2 separate regions of the Sus scrofa genome follow, and region 2 is linked to region 1. The links are chromatin contacts, called in public Hi-C maps. All regions are on one chromosome and are shown on one strand. Each heading gives the region's core, a stretch centred on a gene start, on an enhancer-like site or on the middle of the called end of the contact. The rest is flanking DNA. Distances are from core to core; before and after follow the strand shown.

The links. Hi-C and Micro-C count contacts between places; a contact is called where the count stands out from the background.
Region 2: a contact with region 1 is called in a Hi-C map of liver, with 10 times the contacts expected there. The contact joins the promoter of CCT2 here to the promoter of CPSF6 in region 1. A contact is called at or near these places in 1 of 5 promoter capture datasets (fetal liver), 3 of 47 Hi-C or Micro-C datasets (brain, heart right ventricle and liver) and 2 of 2 datasets of contacts at active chromatin or transcription factors (alveolar macrophages and skeletal muscle).

Annotation. Positions count from the first base shown.
Region 1 is chr5:33,523,576-33,528,142 of Sscrofa11.1, reverse strand. CPSF6 (cleavage and polyadenylation specific factor 6) reads right to left here and starts at 2,398. Exons shown (of 10, transcript NM_001195331.1): 1 at 2,320-2,398. The coding sequence starts at 2,379.
Region 2 is chr5:33,855,969-33,860,691 of Sscrofa11.1, reverse strand. It overlaps CCT2 (chaperonin containing TCP1 subunit 2), which reads right to left and starts at 2,155. Exons shown (of 17, transcript NM_001170520.2): 1 at 2,051-2,155; 2 at 1,264-1,338; 3 at 1,067-1,132. The coding sequence starts at 2,053.

The DNA.
Region 1 (4,567 bases), core at 1,149-3,648:
GTAATTCTGTAGTTGCTTCTAATTCTGACAAGATTTCAGAAAAATATTTCAATGATACCTACATTTTTTTAAATGAAGGACAAACCTTGAAAACAACCAACCATCTTTTTGTGGCCATATTTCAACCAGGAACTACCACAGCAAGCAGTAGATTGCAAAGGCCAATCAATGCACAATAACAACAACAAAGCCTCTATTTAATTCCATTAACCTATTCAAAAGTACAAAGATTTTATTGGTAAAATCATACAACTATGTGAGAAACATATGCTATAGGAACAAGTCAACAAAAAGTTACATTTTTACAAGAACCCTATAAAGCAGTTCCTCATTGGTGCCACAAAATTTTAATCTCTCCTTACCTCCTGCTCAGTCAGCACTAGTTACTGCACAGGGATAAGCAAGTATCACTCCATCCAGCTATACAGATTAGAGAAATGTCCATCCCAAATTAAGTATGCCAAAGCTTAAAAAATGTTCCATTAAAAGGTTCTGAAGAAAGCTCAACTTCTAAAAGTGTAGCTCAATTCTTCTTTTAACATGGGGAGAAAAACAGTAAATTTTCTTGTAAGAAAGCTAACGAAGACTGTTGAACACTTAATTGTTCCTTTACTTGCAGATATGGACCTCTTTTCTATGCAATGTTATACTCATTTAATAAAAGGAAAGGAAATTTCCTAGAAGTCTTTGTCTACAGACCTTAAAAAAGCTTAGAATCTGACCATGTAGCACTCAAGGTAATTTTCTAAAATGTCATTGACACATCTCAGGAATCACATATCCAAAATGTAAACACAATAAAAAGAAGACAGATTTTCAAACTTCACGTTTGATTACAACGGGTTACATTTAAATATATAAACGGAATAGGAAACATTAAAGCTAACTGAATTTTTTTTCTAATATTTAAAACAGGGATACAATCAATCTTCAAAAAAAGACCTGCAAGGATTTCCAGCTTTCTCTATTAAAAAAAAAAAAAAATCTTGCGTCACAAATAAGAGTCTTAATGGAGAGGGTTTTTTCGAAACCCACAAAAACACATTAACCAGTAGAATTTTACTGAGCTTCTCATAAGGACTTGGAAAATATGAAAAAAATAAAGCCTTTACGTACACTGCAGTCGGGCACAATTTGATTTTTTTAAAATGTGTTGCTACATAAAAGGCAGTAAAAATGTGAACAGTAGGTTTACAGCTTAAACGTCACTACTCTAGTAACAACCTTTTACAAGGATGCTCAACATCAGACATCACAGCTCCTGCGGCTAGTCCTTCTAGGCAACTGCGGCCTGCGATACAAGAAAAAAAACCTTGCATTCTCACTTTCTCTGGCCTCTCTTAACTCCTCGGAGGACACTAAACATTTTGCTTTTGGAAATCGGTTCATTGCTACAACCTTTATTTTAAAACTATACCATATGAAATGCGTGTGAAATTCTTTAATCACAACTCTGATCTCTTGGTGAGCTACCTTTTTTATTCCATCCAACCATCGCGCTTCCAAGTCTTCCTTTTGGCCCGAGCCACCGATCTAACTGGTATTTTCATCACAAAGGCCAAGAGCAGCTGGGCCTCAAAGGCACCGTAAGCCCTCGACCACCGGGGCAGGGCCAGCGCCACCGACTTTCACACACGATCCCAAGTCAAAGGACTTGTTGCAAACGTGCCCGCACCTTAGCCTCCTTCCTAAAGAGTGAAGGGAGGAGGAGGAAGGCACCACGCCGAAACCTGTCGCAAACGCGAGCAGGAGAGCCCAGGAAGCAGGGCGCGCGGGATACAAAGGGCCGTGAACGCGGCCTTCCATGAGGCGACCGTGCACCGAAAGGCAGACAAAATGGAGCGACTGGAGGAATCGGAGTCCGAGCGGCAGGGCTGGGGGCGAGGCGGCGGCCGGCGCGCGCCCCGCCGGGCTTCCTCCTCGCCCCGGCGGCGGGGGAGGGGGCGCCGGGGCCGCCGTTCTCCCCGCCGCGCACACGCCGTCCTGCCGCCCGGGCCTAGCGCGGCGGGAAGCGCCCGCCGGCCGCCGCCAACAATGGAGAGCGAGGCGGAGGCGCGGGAGGGGCAGGAGGTGGCTGCACGGCGGCCGGCGTCCGCGCTCGGAGCCCCGTGGCAGGTCGCCGCGCCCGCGGCCCGTGAAACGACGCGGTAGAACGACGGGCAAGGGGGGCGCCGCGCCGGGGTCGGGCGGCGCGGCCCACAGGCGCCAAGGGCGCACGGTCTGCAGCCACGCCGGCTCGCGGCCCGCGGCGGGCCCCGAGTCCTCTTCCCGCCCGTAGCGCCGCCCAACTCGGCGGCGTGAGCCCGGGCCCTCACGTACCTGGTTGAACTCTTCGCCCACATCCGCGTAAATGTCTATGTGGTCCACACCGTCCGCCATCTTCCCTCGGCCTCGGCCGCCGCCGCCGCCGCCGCCTCCTGCAGGTCCGCCAGCCGCGGCAGCAGCAGCGGATCTAGCGGCGGGGGCGGGGCGCGCTGCGTCACTTCCGAGGCCCAAGGGCCGAGGCGGGGGCGGCCGGGGGCGCCGGGCTCCTCAGCCGCTGCCGGCTCGGCCCGCCGAGAGCGGAATCTGCAGCTCCCAGTGCACCGGCGGTTTCTTTTGTGTGTCTGGGTTAGGCTCGGGGGGCGGGGCAGGGGGTGGTCCCACTTGTTTCCAGAGACTGTTGTCTCGGAGCTCTGGCACTCTCAAACGTTTGGTAATATTTGCATTTGTCGGCTTTTCTTATATTTCTCACAGCCAGGGTTTTTAGAGAGGTGGAAGTTTTAGGTCCAAGATGAAATACGAAGTGTAACCCCGCTTTCTGTGAGCGCCTTGGGAAGAGAGCAGTGTCTTACCCCTGTATCTTCAGAGGGCTACTGAGATAGGGTTGCCTTGTAAAAACTAGGTACCCTAGAAGGTTATCTTGAGTTATTTGCATGCTACTTAGGTTATTTGCATGCTGTTTATCTTTCCATTGGTATCTCCCTCCTCTTCTTTAATCTCTTCTTCCTCCCTTCATTGCCTTTCATTTTTTCCTCCTTTGATCTGCAGTTGGTTTTCTCTGGAGTAATTGAAATGCCGTTAACACGAAGGCAGTCCTTCTGGGGTTCGTCCCCCCTCCCCTTCCCACCACCACAGTAAGGTAGAGGTATGTTGAAGCGAGGGGCCTCTTAGAATCACAGAATATCGGAGAGGGAACTGGAAAAGGTGTCATTAGGTCCAAATATCTAATTTTACAGATGAGAGAGGTAACTGAGGCCTAAAGAAGCTAAATAGTGTATCCGAGTCTCGGGTTAATAAGGAAAGCATTTGCTGCCAATGAATGTAGTAGTCCCTCCTTAAAGAAGGTTCAGATCCTTAACCCACTGCGGAAAGCCAGGGATTGAACCTGCAACCTCATGATTCCTAGTCAGATTCATTAACCACTGAGCCAGGATGGGAACTCTGTGAGTAGAGTCTTGAAATCTCTAGCCATCCCACTCCAACCAGCCCTGGAAGTGAATCATCTCTCTGTTTAGCACCTCTTACACCGTACCTGTTAATAGAGGAAAAAACAGTATATGTAGAGTTTAGTACTATCCACAATTTCAGGCATCCACTAAGGATCTTGGAATATATGCCCTCAGGTAAGTGAGGACTACTGTACTTTATCCAAAGTTGTCTCTCCAGCTTGAAACCTCCCATTCTTTACTTCTTTTCACCCTTTTTAAAATCCAAGTTAGACTGTTTCATAAGATGCATACTGCCCAGAAATCATGATAAGCCAAGTGATATCTATACTTGGCACGATGGGAAAGGCTTGGTTGGAGTCATCAAGACCAGCCAGGTGATCTGGATACAAATTTCTAGTCAGACACTTTACTGGCTAGATGACCTCAGTCAAGTTACCTAACCTCTCTCATGTTCAATCTCAGAATCTTTAAAGTTGAAGTAGTAATATTTACCTCACCAATGTTGAAAGTTAATAGTGCTTTAAACGAAGTCATATGAAAAATGCCTTCTGCTTCTTGGCAACACACTTTCTTCGTTTTTTGCTTAGGGCTTTACAGAAGAAAGCCACTCCTGATGAAGGGTAAGAGCATGTTTTAGATTAGTAATGTGGCAGGCACAATAATGGCCCATCATAGACGGCCACATCTCAATCCCTGGAATCTGTGAATATGTTACCTTACATTCCAAAACAGACTTTGCAGGTGTGATTAAGTTAAGGATCTTGGGAAAGGGAGATTATCCTGGATTTCTTGGTGAGTCCTTATAAGTGAAAGGGCAAGGCAAGGGTCAGGAGACAAGATGATGAAAGCAGTTTATGTTCTTTCAGTAGTTTAAAAATCATTCTAGGGAGTTCCCTTTATGGCACAGCGGAACAAATCCGACTAGGAACCATGAGGTTGAAGGTTTGATCCCTGGCCTCACTCAGTAGGTTAAGGATCCGGTGTTGCCTTGAGCAGTGGTGGAGGCCAGCAGCTGCAGCTCTGATTCAACCCCTAACCTGGGAACCTCCATATGCCACCTGTGCAACCCTAAAAAGCAAAAAAAAAAAAAAAAAAAAATCCTATTCTAAGACTTCTGTTGCTATCTGTGAAAAATC
Region 2 (4,723 bases), core at 906-3,405, 330 kb before region 1:
ACATATTTGGTTTAAGTTAATATAGAAGCACATCTGGAATTCCCTGATGGCACAATGGATTAAGGATCCAGCATCATCACTGATGTGGCAACAGTTCGATTCCCAGCCTGGGAACTTCTGCTTGCCTTGGTTACGACCCCCTCCAAAAAAGATACGAACACATATGGAAGAACGAATAGGTCAATCCATACTCTCACACATTGCTAATGGGTAAATACTCTGGATGGTTATTTGGCAGCATCCATTCAAATTTTTTCATTGCATACATCCCCAAAATCAAAACCTGGCGTCTATCCCTAATACTAGAAGAACAGAGCCTGGAGTTTCCACTGTGCCTCGGCAGTAACAAACCTGACTAGTATCCATGAGGACTTGGGTTCAATATCTGTCCTCATTCAGCGGGTTAAGGATCCGGCAGTGCCGTGAGCTGTGGTATAGGTCGCAGATGAGGCTCGGATCCCATGTTGCTGTGGCTGTGGGGTAGGCTGGCAGTTACAGCTCTGATTTGACCCCTAGCCTGGGAACCTACATATGCTGTGGGTTCAGCCCTTAAAAACAAAAGAAGAGAGAGCTATGAACAAGGCTGTTTCTACAATGTAATAGCGAAGGCAACAGATGCAAACTATTTCTCACAACAAAGTAATAAATACAAACCATAAAATAAGCAACATGCAGAATACTATTTGGCAAAGAGGACGGGTACATTTACACCGAAAGGAATTTAAAAAAACCAAGTTACAGAAAAAGTACATACAAATATTATCTGTGAAGAGATAAAACAACGTTCTGTTACAATGACAATACATAAAAAACACCTAACACATAAGATACCCTTACCTCTACATAAGAACAAAGGCATTGATTATGTTTATGTCCAAAAGGACTGGGGAGGGGAGTGGCATTTGAGATGAAAGAGGACTTTAGTCACTGATTTTTAATAAGGAAAATACACACAAGTCTTTAAGTATAATCAACAATTAAATATTTAAAAGCGTCTTCAAAAAGCATGCTATTACATTTCTACAAAAAGTTCTAAAACAGTATTAAAAATCCCTATTTTTCTTACCATGCCCTTGGGTCCCAACGTGCTCTTTACCAAGTCTCCAATAGCGATGGCACCAATAAAAGAGGACTGGAGTAAAGATTAAAGAGATGATGAAAATCAACTTAAGAGTCTTAAATTGTGAAAAAACAAACAAAAAAACAAAAAACGAACATCCCCCTCCACTATTGTATCTTTTAAAGAATAAGAACGAGGCTTACCAGACGAGCTGTCTCTGCTCTCTCTTCATCAGCCCCAGCCTTGAAGATATTAACAGGTGCCAGGGAAAGGGACGCCTAAAAGGGACAAACAAGAATCAGTCTAAGTACCAGTACTCCTTAACACATATACTTGGATACCTTCCACTAGACTTACCAGTTGCTATCTAAGAGAAAATCAGTTTGCAGAATAGCGTCCTTTTTTAAACAAATGAAGCTCTTCATCACCGGGGCGGTATTTAAAGCGGAGGGAGGGACTAAAGTGACACTGCTGTTTAGAACCACAAATGCTCCAAAAATAAAAATTCTACGTCAGAGAGATTATCGGTGTACAGCAAGTTCAAAGATGATTTTAAAAATGAGGTGGCCGGGGTTGTAGCCCACTCGCGCGACGACCGCCAGGCGGACGAGGGAACACAGCGGCCCCGCTTCCAGCTTCGCCCTCCGGCCGCTCCAGGCTCCGCCCCGAGGGGGAGGGCGGGGTCCGCCTCGCCGACCCGCCCGGTGCACTAGAAATTTCTCTGCTTGGGGTGAAACGCGGCCCTTGAGGTTTGAGACTGCGGAGAGGCCGACTCCGAATAAGACGCTGGCCTTAAGGCCCACTCCTCCCTCGGGCCCGCACCGGGGGCCTCACACGCCGGCCCGGCGCAGGCCACACGCCGCGGCCTGCGCCATGTGCTGCGGCCCCGGGGGACAGACTCAGGGAGCCCGCGTCGTTGGGAACACAGAGATGGGCAGAGGGCGGCGCGGCACTGGGGGCCTTGGGCAGGGACTGCGGGACCAGACTCACCATGGTTCCGAGGAGTTCGGTACACACGCGCACCCCTCACAGCTCGCGATCCGGTCCAGAGGGAAAAGAGGCCGGAAGTGACGCCACACGCTCTCCCGCAGGGGGCGGAGCCCGGGCCGGCGCGCGGCTCCTTATGGGCGCCGCCCTGGGGGGAAGGGAAGGGGCAGCATTTCGAAGGGAGCCCCGCGGGTCGGAAACGCTGCCAGTCAAGCTCGAGGGGCGGGGCCTTGGCTGCCCTCTGCCCCTTGCGGAGCCACCTGCTCAGGACTAGGAAAGGAGGGTGTGACGTTTTGCTTGGGAACTAGCGGTTTGGAAGCAGAACGCCCCAAGATGGAAGAGACGCCTCGCCGCCCTTGGGGGTTGCCATAGCAACGGAGATTTCTCTTGCAAGTTTTAATTTTTTTTTTCTTTTTAGGGCTGCGCTGAGGCAAATGGAAGTTCCCAGGCTAGGGGTCTAATCGGAGCTATAGCTGCCGGCCTACACCGCAGCCACAGCAACGTGGGATCTGAGTGGAGTCTGCGGCCTACACCACAACTCACGGCAAAACTGGATCCTTAACCTACTGAGTGAGGCAGGAGATCGAACCTGCGTCCTCATGGATACTAGTCGGATTCTTTACCGCTGAGCCACCATGGGAACGCGGAGGGTTTTTTTCTTAAATTTAACCTTAAAAAATTTTTGCCTTGAGGTGCTACATATACACAATTTAAAGTGTTATAATATTTTACTGCTAGTTTAATTTTGAGCATTATTTTTTTTTAATTATTTTTTTTTTTTCCTGCTATTTCTTGGGCCGCTCCCACGGCATATGGAGATTCCCAGGCTAGGGGTCCAATCGGAGCCGCAGCCACCGGCCTACACCAGAGCCACAGCAACGAGGGATCCGAGCCGCGTCTGCAACCTACACCACAGCTCACGGCAACGCCGGATCGTTAACCCACCGAGCAAGGGCAGGGACCGAACCCGCAACCTCATGGTTCCTAGTCAGATTTGTTAACCACTGCGCCACGACGGGAACTCCAATTTTGAGCATTATTAATACAGAGGAACACAGATTTCTGTTTTGTTTGCTTCTGTTTTTTGTCTTTTTAGGGCCTCACTGGAGATATATGGAAGTTTCCAGGTCAGGGATTGAATCACAACTGTAGCCACCGGCCTACACAGCAGCCACAGCAATGCCAGATCCTTAACCCACTGAGTGAGGCCAGGGATGGAACCCGCATCCTCATGGATACTAGTCAGGTTCATTACCACTGACCCCCAACAGGAACTCCAAGAATTGCATTTCTTTTATTGAATTTTAGAACACTTTTTAATTGGACTGACCAGGACAAGGTCTTGTGAGCTCTGACAGAGACATTTACTTTGTCTTTGCCCTGCTTGCTCATTTTTAGGAGGGCTCACCACCACCAGCACCATCACTCACAGTTGTAGGGATGACCAACATCCTCTTAAGCTGTGGTAGAGAGCAAGATCAATCGTAAATATTTCTGTTTATTAAGAAGTTTTCTATTTTCCTTACGTTGACCCTCTAGGATGTTCAAAGTAGAATATTTGTGCTTAAAAAAAAAATCTATTTAGGAGTTCCCTCCGTGGCTCAGTAGTTAACAGACCCGACTAGGATCCGTGAGGATGTGGGTTCGATCCCAGGCCTCACTCAGTGGGTTAACGATCTGTCATTGCTGTGAGCTTTGGTGTAGGCCAGCAGCTGTAGCTCCGATTTGACCCCTCGCTTGGGAACTTCCATATGCCAAGGGTGCCACCCTAAAAAGCCAAAAAAAAAAAAAAAAAAAAAACTATTCACCTAGGGAGCACTTGGATTTTGGCAATTATTAACATTAATAGATTTTTCAATTATTGTTTCTACCCTTCAGATAAAATTCTAAAAAGGTTAATTTACTCCAGGGGTTGAAAAACCATGGGGAGCCAAATCCAACTCACCACCTGATTTTGTATGGCCAGAGAGTTAAAAATGATTTTCAGGAGTTCCCGTCGTGGCTCAGTGGTTAACGAATCTGACTAGGAACCATGGGGTTGCGGGTTCGATCCCTGGCCTTGCTCAGTGGGTTGATGATCTGGCGTTGTCGTGACCTGTGGTGTAGGTTGCGGACGCGGCTCGGATCCCGCGTTGCTGTGGCTCTGGCCTTAGGCCGGTGGCTACAGCTCTGATTCAACTCCTAGCCTGGGAACCTCCATATGCTGTGGGAGCAGCTCAAGAAACGGCAAAAAGACCAAAAAAAAAAAAAAAAAGATTTTCACATTTTGATCAAAAACAAAAACTTTTGTGATACATTAAAAATTACATGAAATTTATTTATTTATAATGATTTTTATTTTTTCCATTATAGCTCATTTACAGTGTTCTGTCAATTTTCTACTGTACAGCAAGGTGACTCAGTTTATTTATTTTTGCTTTTTTTTTCTTTTTGCCTTTTCTAGGGCCGCATTCACGGCATATGGAGGTTCCCAGGCTAGGGATCTAATCGGAGCTGTAGCTGCCCGCCTACAGCTAGAGCCACAGCAACACGGGATCTGAGTGGCGTCTCCTTAACCCACTGAGCAAGGCCAGGGATCAAACCTGAAACCTCATGGTTCCTAGTCGGATTCGCTAACCCCTGTGCCACAACGGGAACTCCAATTTATTTTTGCTTTTTAGGGCCACACCTGCAGCA